2 separate regions of the Astyanax mexicanus genome follow, and region 2 is linked to region 1. Evidence: chromatin contacts called from public Hi-C data. All regions are on one chromosome and are shown on one strand. The core of a region is the stretch at or near the end of the contact, and the rest is flanking DNA. Distances in the headings are between cores, read along the strand shown.

The links. A called contact is a pair of places that touch in the nucleus more often than the background predicts.
Region 2: a Hi-C map of muscle shows a contact between it and region 1, with 14 times the contacts expected there. The contact joins the promoter of actn4 here to the enhancer-like site in region 1. A contact is called at or near these places in 3 of 3 Hi-C or Micro-C datasets (blood and muscle).

Annotation. Positions count from the first base shown.
Region 1 is chr4:58,683,962-58,690,880 of AstMex3_surface, forward strand. It overlaps actn4 (actinin, alpha 4), which reads right to left. Exons shown (of 21, transcript XM_022668351.2): 9 at 6,596-6,688; 10 at 5,609-5,839; 11 at 5,350-5,497; 12 at 4,553-4,703; 13 at 4,354-4,462; 14 at 4,122-4,262; 15 at 3,585-3,767; 16 at 3,314-3,448; 17 at 2,986-3,165; 18 at 2,489-2,635; 19 at 81-146. Among protein-coding and RNA genes, the nearest start is that of f3b, 22 kb to the left of the region's middle. Within about 2 kb of position 3,665, the one cell type or tissue checked has an H3K27ac peak away from gene starts, as active enhancers do.
Region 2 is chr4:58,721,795-58,728,713 of AstMex3_surface, forward strand. actn4 (actinin, alpha 4) reads right to left here and starts at 3,745. Exons shown (of 21, transcript XM_022668351.2): 1 at 3,447-3,745. The coding sequence starts at 3,569. zgc:85932 (CysPc and EFh_PEF_CAPN13_14 domain-containing protein) reads right to left here. Exons shown (of 21, transcript XM_049476752.1): 21 at 6,874-6,919.

The DNA.
Region 1 (6,919 bases), core at 2,415-4,914:
AGAGAGAGAGAGAGAGGGAGGGAGGTGTAGTTAGAGAAAGAGAGAGAGAGAGAGAGAGGGAGGTGTAGTTAGAGCAGTACCAGGTTGGTCCCAGTGGAAATGAGCAGTGCGCGGAAATCGTCCGAGTCCATGACGCCCGTTCGCTTCTGACCCGCGGGAGGATGGAGGGATGAGGAGGAAGAAGAGGGGGATGAAGGGATGAAGGGAGGGAGGCAGCCAGACAGCAGGGGGGCAGGCGAGACAGACGGAGCGATAAAGATGAGATACAGAGAGAGAGAGATAGAGAGAGAGTGTGCATATAAAGAGAGAGGGATAGAGAGATAGAGGGATAGAGGGATGAAGGAGGACAGTAAAGTTGATGGATGACAAAAAAAAAGGAACAGAAAAAGAGAAGCAGCGTTAAGAGAGACGTCACATGACCACGCCACGCTCGGAGCCGGCCAGCGGGGGCGCTGTGGGGGCGCTAGCGGCGGGTGATGGAGTGATAAACGAGTGGAGGATAAACGAGTGCAGAAACGCATTCAGCAGCCCAGCAACACCCATCCCTCGCTCGCCCTCTCCCCCCCCCTCTCTCTCTCTCGTACCTGTTTGTTGTTCTCCACGTCGTACCCCAAGCTGATCAAACACGCCTTAAACTCCTCGGCCTGCAGCGCGCCGCCGTGATCCTGCAGCCGGGCAATCACAGCACACCAACACCGCGGGGGGCGGAGCAGTCAGAATGGGTGGAAGATGGTTATGGATGGAGGTGGGTGTGGCCACGAAATCACATGACGTCACATCACAACAGCACAGCATGCATGGACGTGGATGAAACCAACCAACCAGCAAACAAACAAACAAAGAAAAAAAGGGGCGGAGACAAAACAAGACAGATGTCAAAAAAAAAGGAAAGACAAACATGATGGGACAAAATAATGGAAACGAATGTGAATGAATCTGAGTGATCATGTTACCACACTAACTCAAGTCTGATTTTACTCGTCTGAATGCAATTAACCGCTAAAGGGGCGGGGCCAGCTTAAATAATGTATTTAAATTAGTTCAATAACTGCTTAATTGAGATATTAATTAAAGGAAATTAAAAGAACAGTTCAAGGCTTTTCTAACAACTTTTTTTTCTAGTTTCTTACCTTTTTAAAAAAATACCACTTTATTTATTATCTGTATCGATTATTAAAATAGAATATTTATAGATTTATAGACTAAATATGTTGCATCATTAGAGTAAAGCCACGCCCTCTTGGGGAAAATTTTTAAATAGCGTATTTTTAGCAAGGTTTATTTATTTATAACTTTCTCTATACACTGGTGGGCGTGTCCTCTTATACCCTGGTGGGCAGAGCTTCCTCAGCAGTGTGAGGTGTTTAATGGGAGGATGTGATTGGAGGATGTGTGGGATGGTGTGGTGAAGATGGTGAAGAAGGGGGAGGAGTCTGGCTCGGTTCTGCACTGTACCCCCTCACTGAGGAACTATCTAGAACCGGGTTCTTCAGTTCTATCTGAGTCTGGTGATGTTCCTCCTCAGCAGGTTTAACAGTTTAATTGAGGTTCAGGATGAAAATCAGACTAAACTAAATCTTCTCATGTCAACATTTACTCAACATTTACTCAACATTTACTCAATTCATCCACCCAATCTTACAGCTGGAGCACGACAGAGACAAATTATACAAACTACACATATATTTACATATATTCTACATATAAATAATCACATACATATATACAGCTCTGGAGAAAAAAATAAGAGAGCACCTAAAAATGATGATTTTCTTTGATTTTATCAAATCTCTGGAATATAATCAAGAGGAAGATGGATGATCACAAACCATCAAACCACCAAACTGAACTGCTTGAATTTTTACACCAGGAGTAAAGCAGCATAAAGTTATCCAAAAGCAGTGTGTAAGACTGGTGGAGGAGAACATGATGCTAAGATGCATGAAATAAACTGTGATTATAAACAACCAGGATTATTCCACCAAATATTGATTATTTCTGAACTCTTAAAACTTTATGAATATGAACTTGTTTTCTTTGCATTATTTGAGGTCTGAAAGTCATTTCTCATTTTCTGTAAATAAATGCTCTAAATGAGAATATTTTTATTTGGAATTTGGGAGAAATGTTGTCTGTAGTTTATAGAATAAAACAACAATGTTCATTTTACTCAAACATAAACCTATAAATAGCTAAATCTATGGAACTGATTCAGAAACTGAAGTGATCTCTTATTTTTTTCAGAGCTGTATTTTCAGTAGTAATAGTAAATATTCTAGATAATAATGTTTATCAGGGTTACTGTAAGCGTATTATTATATAACAGGTGATATATAACAATAATGATGAATATGTTTTCTGTAAGCGTCTGATTGCAGTAGTATGTGTATGATTACTGTGTGCACTGTATAGTGATAATAGTGATATTAGTGATAATAGTGATAATAGTGTATTAGTGTAAGCGCTGTACGGTGGGGGAGTTCCTGACCTTGTCGAAGTGGTTGAAGGACGTTCGGTACTCGTGGAGCTGTTCCTGGCTGATGCCCTTGGCGTCGCGGGTGAGGATCTGGTTCTCAATCTCGTTGATGGTTCGAGCGATGGTGGTGAGGAGCTGCTCCCAGCCCACGCGCAGGTGCTGCACAACACAACATACACACACAATATACATATTATTTTTCTCTATAAATTTACCAATAATTTTATTAACAAATGGCGTTTTTACACTTGAAAGTCTCAGTACTTAGCTTTGTGTGATCCAGTCAGATTTGGTTTCACACTGCAGGTTAATGACAGACTAAAGAAATGTTCTACATCCTGTCGTCACCAACTACGAAGTATCTTTATACTTAATATTAATAATTGGATTGCTCTGTCAGACTGTGTCTCTTTTCTTCAATTTGTACCATTAATTTACCAACAAATTCAACAATAAATTTACTAATAAATTCACAACCAAATTTACTAAAATGCTATGTATTTCAGTACCTCCATGGTGTAGGCGGTGTACTTGTTGTCGAATATGAGAGCCTCCTGGATGAGCTGGTGATTTCCCTCCAGCTGGTCGATGTTGGGTTTGTAGTCGATGATGCTCTGCTCGTACTGCCGCAGGTGGGTCAGCTGATCCTCCAGAGTTCCATTCATCTCTATAGATATCCTGCCGATCTCCTGCACACACACACACACACACACACACACACACAATTTAACAGGGTAAAAGTCCGTAGAGAAAAGGAATAAACCTGATGGAACAGGCGCTCATCAGAGCTTTGGTACTGTGACGGCTCGAGATCAGGTGACCCTGATCCTGACTGACCTCCATCTTGTTCTGGATCCAGGGTCCGACAATGTTGGCCTGGTTGGCGAATTGGCGCCGGAGGTGGTCGTTGGACTGCTGGCGGGCGAGCTCCTCCTGCAGCGCCTGGTCTCGCTGAGGAACCAGCTTCTGCACCTGCACACAGCCGCCACAGGGGGGAGACATTCTCCATCATCTCCATCACACACACAGTACTCAATCACATCTATCACAACCATCACAAGAATCAAAGTAACAGCCACAGGGGGTGTCACACCCCTCGGTATCATACCTTGTCCCATTTGCTGTCGATGCTGCTGGGGGTGATGGTGGTGTAGGGGTTGGTTCCTGCCAGTTTGATGCCGTTGTACTGGGCAATCTTCTGGACCTCGGCCTGGATGGCCTGAATGGCCTCGCGCTCCTTATTGGCCTCGGGAAGAGTAGCTTTAAACTGTTCATGAGCTGTGATCAAACCCTGCAACCGGGAGAGAAACATCAACAACACTCAGAGACAGAATCAACCAGAGGCAGACTGAGGAAGTCAGGAGCAGAAAGAGGGATACAGGGACAAATAGAGGCAGAAGGAATCCTTTAAAGGCAGAAAAAGAGATTAAGGGAGAGACAAGACCAGTAACCGGCATTCAGTGCCAGATAAACGCAGTCAGGGTCTGATAGATGCAGTCAGAAACCACTCATGGACCAACAGGTTAAATTAGTGGTAGTCAGGTCAGGGCCAAAGGCAGCTAGAATTAGTTACTTTAGAGGCAAGAAGTGCCAGTAATTAGAAGTAGAAGTAGCTAAAGGCAGTTAGAAGGCGGGGCTACAGTACCTGGATCTCCTCGATGTTGTGGACGATGAACATGTCCTGCAGGTCCTCCATCGCTCCTTCCATCCAGTTGTTGAAAGGCGCCGCCCTCTTGGCGTACTCGAGGTACAACTCATCAATCGACTCCAGCTGTTTCTCCGTCCTCTGCACACACACACACACACAAACACAATGTGTGTTAATGTAAGCAGTGTGAGTGTACGAGTGTGAGTATACGAGTATGAGTAATGTGTACCTCCAGGGACTCCCTGCGGCTCTGTGTGAGAGATCCCAGGACGTCCCACTGCTCACAGATCTTCTGACAGCGGGCGTTTACACTCGGGGAGTCATAGTAGTCCAGTTCACTATAACACACACACACACACAGGTTTAATACACTAGCTACATCACTCTTCTCTCTGAGGTTTTGATAATGATCTTGGAGTCTCTCTCACTTCAGCTCCTGTGCGATTGCGGCGATCTGCTCCACGCGGTCCTGGTGGGCGGCGAGGTCGCTCTCGAACGCTTCGTGTTTCTTCAGCAGAGCTTTGATCTCCGACAGAGACGCCGTCTCGTAGTCCTTCTGCGTCAGCATCGCCTCCTTACCTGTATACAGTTCAGCTCAGAGTCAGTATTAAATAACATACAAACACTTGCACAAACACTCTCGCACAAACAAACACACTCGCACAAACACACTCGCACAAACACACTCGCACAAACACACTCGCACAAACACACTCGCACAAACACACTCGCACAAACACACTCGCACAAACACACTCGCGCACAAACAGACTCGCGCACAAACAGACTCGCGCACAAACAGACTCGCGCACAAACACTCGCGCACAAACACTCGCGCACAAACACTCGCGCACAAACACTCGCGCACAAACACTCGCGCACAAACAATCGCGCACAAACACCACCAATGCTGACTGTTGATGGTCAGGTTTGAGTATAAGGGTCTTGTGCTTTCAGCTCTACAGTCCTGCCTGTGACCTGGACTGAAGAGTTCACAGTGTAAACTGCAGGTGTGATTGATGATCTCATACAGTGAGAGTCGGTCACTCCTAGTAGTGATAGGAGGAACATTACTAACGGTGATCTCAGTGATCTGTGCAGAACATCCTGCAGTTACATGTGTTGCTGCCTCTCATGCAGAACTTCCAGCTGAAAGCAGAACCTTATAACTCTACTTGTGATGTGTTTGAAGGGTGTGACGGATCTGGACAGGGTTCTGAATTACCGTCAGTCCAGCTCTCGTGGATGGTGGCTTTTTGGCGGAACTTCTCGGCAAGGTGGTCGAGTCTCTCCAGACGGCGGATCTCGTTCAGCAGCCACTCCTCATAACCCTTCTCCGCCCCCTCCAGCTTATGCCACGCCCCATTTATGTCCTAACCAGAAGGAACATGCATTAAAATTACCACTGCATAACACACGGGTATAGTGTGTGTTATTAAAGATCTGTGTGTGTGAGTGTGTGTATTTGTTTATGTATATCTCACCGACACCATGCGTCCCTCCGAGGGCATGAAGGCGGGGCGGTTGCTGAGGCGGAGCTTGGTCTGCAGGGTGTTGAAGTTGATCTCCAGCTGGCACTTCTCCTGGACTTTGGGGGGTTTGTGGACGCGACGGTAATCCCGGAAATCCTCCAGCTTCTGCTGCATCTCCGCCATCGTCTTCTCCGGTGCTCGGTTCTCCAACCACGGGATCGTCCTGCGGATCCACTCTAGCAGCTACACACACACACACACACACACACACACACACACACACACACACACAGGAATGTTAAAATGAGAATAATATATCAGTTTTATTATTTACCCTTTAGACGTGTTCACACAGCGGGAGGATTCTCAGACGGTGCCGTAAGGCTGTAGATTTACCTGCTGTTACCGGTGTGTTTGTGTATAATAACTGACTAACTGAATAACTGTGCATTTATTTTAATTAATGAGACATGTATTTAAAGTGCAGTACACACAGATACACTAGGGGGCAGTGCAGATCTGCTGAAAGGCCAGAGCCGGTTTATGGGAAGTTAAAAAGCTTTAAAATGGGTTCTGTTTGAGGAAATGAGAACAAATTTCAGTATAAAAAATATCAAACATGTATAAATGTAAAATTTTGCTCATTCGCGCAATAGAAACTCATTCATTTTACACTGACTCAGGAGCGCCCTCTAGTGTCTGATAAACCCAGAATACATTCTCTAATGGGTATTCTCCTCTATAGGAGTTCACTGGGGTACAGCTGGTTGTTTAAATATACAGGATTTGGCTACATATCAAGTATATCTCTAGCTTTAGACTCTCGCACACATGCGCACTCTCGCACAGAGAGCACTCTCGCACACAAACACATTTTCGCACAGGCGCACTTTTGCAGAGCAAGCAAATCTAGCACAGGCGTACACACTCTCACAAAAAGTGTTCTCGCACACGCATGCTCTCTCTCTCACACACTCGCACACAGGCTTGCATACTCACATCGCTGGCCAGCTTCTCGTAGTCCTCCATCAGATGCTCGTTCTCCTGATTGACGGCCAGAACCTTGCAGATCCTATTGGCCGCCGTCTCAGCCTATCAGAGAGCAGCACAGTCAGTAAACAAACACACACTCCACTTTCCCAGCCCTGAACTGGACCAATCACCTGACCAGCAGGTCAGTGTTCCTACACCTGAACTACAGACTGTGTTTGTGTGTGTGTAGGTTATTAGTGTGATGTTGATGTGTGTATTACTGTGTTTCCACCCAAAAACTTTTACACACAGTGCTGCAACCAATCAGATGCTGTCATAACATTAATTAGC
Region 2 (6,919 bases), core at 2,495-4,994, 38 kb after region 1:
ATGTTTGTGTTTGGAACTGAAGACTGACGATCAGTCGTGTAACAGTCACGGTTCTCTGGTGTTGTGGGTGTTTACTGACCACACCCACATCATTCTCAGTTCTACACTGACGTGGGCCGGTCAGAACTCGGCTGGGCCGATGGTGGATCTGGTCCGGGCCAGAATTCCACTTTCATGCTTTTCAGAGGAACCCCTTTGATCTGTGCCACACGGGCTGAGCAGACTGCCCCACCGCCAGCCAGCGGAATGAGTTATTACAGCCCACACTGCAACACACACACACTCGCAACACACACTCGCAACACACACTCGCAACACACACTCGCAACACACACTCGCAACACACACTCGCAACACACACTCGCAACACACACTCGCAACACACACTCGCAACACACACACAACACACATTCCAGCGCCGGCCAGGGAAGCGATTACGCTTCATTCTCTGAAGCTTCCAGCAGCAGCAGGGGAGTAAAGAGGAGCAGAGAGTCTGACTACTAAAACCCCCCGACCCCCGACCTTCTTCAGACCCCCCGACCTTCTTCAGACCCCCAGAGCTTTAAATCCCCGGACCTTCAGACCCCCGGACCTTCAGACCTCCAGACTTTTGGACCCACAGGCTTTTGGACCCTGAGACCTTGGGACCCTCAGAACAACAATCGTGTATACCCCAAAAATGTCCAGGAAACAAAAAGTCAACCTGACAATCCTTCAAACCTATTTAAACCTACCAAACCTCCAGAACCCATAAAATATTCAGGATCCAAACATGTCTGATGTCAATAAGGACCTACTAAACCCAGAAATTCAAAAAAACATAAAAATTTAAAGAAACCAAACGGCTTTCCAGGATCCAACAGACACAGAAAATCTAAAAGACTCACTAAGACCCATCAATGTCTAGGACTATGAAATATCCAAGACCCCAACAAACCACAAACACCTGAAAGCTCAACAAACCCAGGAACACCCAAAGAAAATCCAACAAGCCCCCAAGACGGAACAACACCCTTATGACCCAATAAAGTACAGAACCCAATAAACCATGGAAGTCCAGGATACCCAGGAAACCTCAGCAAACCCATTATACCCCCAGGACTCAATAAATGCCAAGGATCCAATAAACCCAGAAAACCTAAACAAACATTGGAAACACCCGAAAACTAACAACAAGCCTCCTCAAAAAATCTCCCAATAAACCCAATAAACCCAGGAAACCCCAACAAATTAGTTCTACTTCCAAGACCCAATAAACATCAAGGACTCAATAAACACAGGAAACCATAACAAAGCCAGGAAACATCAGCGATCCAACAAACCACCCAGGAAACAACCGAACCCGAACAAACCTAGAAGACCCAAAAAGAAACAAGAATTCTAAGCAAACTCAGGAAAACATTCAGAACCCAATAAACCATAAAATAGCCAGAAACCCTCAACAACCCAATAAACCCAAGAAATAACAAGCCTCCAAGACCCAAACCCCCCAAAAACCTAAATTCCAACAAGCCTCCAAGACCCAAACCCAACAAGCCCCCAAGACTTAAACCCACCAAAACATCTAAAAACCAAACCTGCCAAACATCTAAAACCAAACAAGCCACCAAGACCCAAGCATCTAAAATCCAACAAGCCTCCAAAACCCAAACATCTAAAAAACAACAAGCCTCCAAGAACCAAATCTAACACACCTCCAAAACCCAAACCCACCAAACATTTTAAACCCAACACGCCTCCAATACTAAAACCCTTACACTACTTTAAAACCTGCCCAACATGAATACAATCAAATCTACACAATGTCTAGTAATGTAGTAAAGCAGGGGAACAGGAATCTCTGCGTTCAGTGATTCGAAACTGTGCAAGATAACAGATAACAACGTAGGACCAGGCGTCCGCCCAGGCGACCTTCAGCACAACAGAGTCAACAAGCCACTCTTGATAAAAAAAAAAAAAAACTTTAACGTTTAGACCACTCCCACTACAACAAGGGAGCACTGATGCTAAATTTAACTGGTTGTATTTGGACACAATAAACCTGTTCATACTTCACAGGTGGAATAGAGGTGCTACAGACATTCACCAGATGTTCCCCAGAGGTTCCCGGGGAACACAACTTACCCACTTCAGCATTATTACACCAGGAAAGGCGTTCCAACAAGTCTAAACTGGAAGGACTGTTTAGTGGGGGCAGTTAAGCTTAATTATACACACCAAACCTGAACCTGTGCACGCAGCACAGGTAAACACACCTGCCTTCAGGTGTGAACCACAGTCCGACAGGTAAATCACAGGTACTGAGCGATTACGAAACTTTTTAAAACACTGGAATCAGGAATCAAGAACCCTGATGTTCCTGCGGCTCAGCAGAAACTTAAAACTCAGAAACTCAAAACTAAGTAAACACTTGGGTTTTTATTTCACCCTGCACCCTCTCAGCCAATCAGAACGCTCGCCTCGGAGTGACTGACGTGGCACTGGACCAATCAGACGTGGGGAATTCCTTCAAAAGAGGGCGGCGCTGTAAATCATTGATTTGTTCTTTATGCCGCTCTGCTTGCTTAAGAGAGAATTCTTCTACTTTATCGTTCGCATGGAAGATCAAAGCAATCAAACTGATCAAGTTGATTGATTAGATGAAGAGGGAAAACGGGAAAAGACGTTCATTGGATTGATTAATGATTAGAGATGGTTATAGAATATAATAAGAAGGAAAATTCTTCACTAAACTGCCACTAAACTATGAGGCTGAAGTTGCCTTCGTCTTGGAATTGCTCGATCCACCTTAAATGGTCCAGCAGTTTCATTCTGGCGCCTCGAGTCGACAGAATGGAACTGCTGGATCATTTAAGGTGGAACGGGCAATTCCAAGCCGTAGCCAACTTTAGCATTGTCTGAAACTGTCAGAAATTATCCAAAACACTTCAAAATTTGTGAAAACATTAAACAAAGCATTTTCTTCGACAACACCACAAGAACCCACACAATCTACCAGGGCAACCACCTAAAAATCCCAAAAATGTGCCCCACTCCCACAACACAGCCCAACCCAACCAACCATTCCTACCGTTCACACTCACTCAATGTGGCTGGCTCAATGTGTTTAACACAATTCAACTATCCACCCTACCGACCTTTAACTCTTAAATACACTGCTAAATATTATTATTATTATAAACCCAACACAACAACACCTCCTCTACTCCCCTCTATACTACATTAAATTCATTAAATACATATTAATACAAATAAATTAAGCAGTGCAGCCCTCAGCCATTTTAATCCACCAAACCGCCTTCGAACCACCCAAAAAACGGTTTAAATCGCTAAAAAACAGCAAGAAATCAATGTTAACTCGGTTTTAAACCAACACCCAAGATCAAGCCCAGGCCCCGAGCAAAGCCCCGGGCTTTCCTGAGCAGCGCGGCCGCCCCACAGCTCACCTTCCTCTGCTGCTTCTCCCAGGCCGGGTCCAGCAGCAGGTCTCGGTCCCAGTCGCTCTCCGGCTCCATGTAGCTGGTCTGGCCGGAGGATGAGGCGCTGTTGGCGGCGTGGTAATCAACCATAGCAGGGCAAACTGGAGCGAACCGGGGCGCCTCGAGTCTCTCAGCCGGGGAACAGATGAACGCTAGCGCGGTGCGGCGGCGGCGGTTCGGTCGGTCGGCGGCGGCGGAGACAGTCGGAGCTTCGGGGAGCCAGCGGAGCACTGATACGCCACCCGGGGAGGTGGGGGAGGGGCACATTCCGGACACGCCCACTCTACGTTAATATTCAACACGGGAGTGCCCGAGAACCTCCAGGAAAGGGGAGGGACGTGTGACGGACACGCCCACTGCTCATTAATATTAAAATACTGTACTAAAGTACTGAAGTACTGAGTGAGTGGTTTAGTAAGTAAAAATTATGTATATTTTATAGAATTACGACAATAATAAACGCTGTTAAATGTTGATTAAAGCGACTGTAACTATCATACTTTCTGTAGTAACTTATAACATCACCTATGTGTGTATTTAAATTTTTAATTTGTTTTATTTATTTATATACATACTTTTTATAATATTTAATACTTTATTGCTATTATTATCTTTTTCTTTATTTTATATTATAGAAATTCTTTATTTTTTATGTGTCAATTCTTTTATGGTCTTTTTAGATTTTTTTTATTTATTTGACAAAATTTGTATTTCTATTATTATTATTATTATTATTATTATTATTTCTAATTTCTTATTAAATATTTTCAAATACTTTTATACTTTAAATGCTCGGTTGTATTATAAATAAGGGGTCACCCTCAATGTATTCCCCAGTAAAAATAAAGATTGACTGATTCTTATTTCATTTAGGATCAATAAAATTCCATCTGTCTATAAAATATAACACTAGCAAAAAGGTGAAAGTGCTACTATACAAACCCGCTCACAGTGCATTAATATTAAAACTGAGAGCTGGATGAACATGAATAATTCTTTGTTTTATATAAAACATTTTCATAAAGTTCCTTACACTAAATCACTCTCTCATAAAAATAAAGATTTCAGCAGCTCTAATCTCACCAGTTTCAGTTCCGAGTCGGGTCAGGCTGATGGAAAGGGACTGTGATGAGGGTTTACATTTCTTTTATTATTATTATTTCTAATTTTATCCCATTTTCTCCCCAGTTTACACAGCCAAGTACCCAACCCCCTCGTTAGGACTCCCCCTATCACTAGTGATGCTCCAACACCAGGAGGGTTAAGAAGACCAGCACACGCCTCCTCCGATACATGTGAAGTCAGACTCCGCCTCTTTTTGAACTGCTGCTGATGCTGTAGCATTGCTGAGTAGCATCACAGACCTAACGCTCAGAGGAAAGTGCCTATGTGTGTATTTAAATTTTTCATTTGTTTTATTTATTTATATACATACTTTTTTATAATATTTAATACTTTATTGCTATTATTATCTTTTTCTTTATTTTATATTATAGAAATTCTTTATTTTTTATGTCAATAAAGTGCAGCGACTCGGTTCTGATACATCAGCTCACAGACGCAGCCTTGTGCTGATCCACATCACCCTAGGAGTGATGAGGGGAAAGAGAGAGCGCCATCTACTGTACTGTACCCAGGCCAGAGAGAGAGCAAGACCCACTGTGCTCTCTCAGGGCTCCAGCAGCTGATGGCAAGCTGCATGACCGGGATTCAATGTAGTCTGCTGAAATATCTTGAAGGAGGGATAAACTAAAGACACGCCCACTGCTTATGAATATTAAACACAGATGCTCCAAAACTCCTCCAGGGAAAGGGGAGGAGTCAATAAGCAAGTAGTAGTTGAAAATACTAAAAATAAATGAGTATTATGATATACTGTATATATATAATATACAAAACTATATATATATATATATATATATATATATATATATATATATATATATATATGTGTGTGTGTGTGTGTGTGTGTGTGTGTGTACATATATTTGTGAATGATATTAAAGCAGCAACTATCCAGAAATATTTACTCTAACCCTGATGTTATTTATTTTATTTCATATTTATTATTATGAATATTAAACAGGTGAAGAAGAACTAAAATATGTAATGAATGTTAATGAGCGTGTCATGGCTCAGCGCTGGCCCCGCCCACATTCCTCTCCATTCATTCAGTGAATATTTTAACGCTTCAGCTCACAACAGGATTTCACCATCAGACCACAATTATCATCATCATCCTCATCATTACATCTTCATCACTACTGAATCCTTTTAAACTTTTAGTTTCTACTCACCTTCAGAAAGGCTGTTTAATTCTATAATTTAATTCTTTACTTTTTTATGTCAATTTGTTATATGGTCTTTTAGATTTTTTTTATTTTTTAGCTTTTGAAATATACATATATTTTATCCAAATATATTAAATGTTGATTTACAGTGAGTTTTTCTTTTATTTATATATTTTTTACTATTTTGTTCCTTATTATTTCTTATTAAATATTTTCAGTCCCTTTTATACAGTAAACTCTCAGTGATTCCAGAGTAAAAATAAAGTTTGATCTGCAGACTCTTGATATTTTAATCTCAGTATCTTCATGATTTAGAGTCTCCTGGAATAGTTTTCTCAGCATCTTGAAGGAAGGAGTTTCTGGAGGTGCTGAACAATAGCTGCTGCTTTTCCTTCACGCTGTGAAGCTCCAGCTCATCCCAATTAAATCACCTCAAATCACCTTAATCTCAGTTCATCAGGTTTAGATCAGGAGATTAATGTGGAGGAAAAACACTTTAATACTCTTTAATACTGAATTATATATGAGTCCTGCAATCGATTTCATCTCCTTAATATTAATCTATAATGTAGAAAATACATTAAATAAAGAAATAGAAAAAGTTCTGTGCTGCTACTGTATGTAAATCTATCAGTTTAATATTAATTTATAACATAAAATATGTAAAATAATTTGTAATATAATGAAAGATCTTGGTGTTAATATAGGGTTAATAAGGGGTTAATAAGGGGTTATTAGAGTGTTAATAAGGTGCGGTAGTGGGTCAGTGGAGCTGTGTTGGTATGTGGGGCACTAAACTCTACTCCAGTATGAATTATCCGCACAAAGACTCATGAATTATTCATCACCTCCCCCAGTATCGCTCACTGGCGACAAGCCCCGCCCCCGCTCCTCTGATTGGCTGGCTGCCTCACTCCTTCAGAGCTGTGATTGGACAGGAGCGTGAGAATGAAAGACTTGCGAGAGGGAACTGTTAGCCAATCACAGCGCAGGGGCGAGACCCGGCCAGCCAATCACAGCTCATGAGTGCCCTCTGCTGGCCGGGGAGATACAGTGGTGAAATGATCGTAGTTATAATAATAAAAGAAAACAGTTCTGACATGTTTAAGTTTTTATTATTTTATTGTGATATTCCATAATTAATATAAT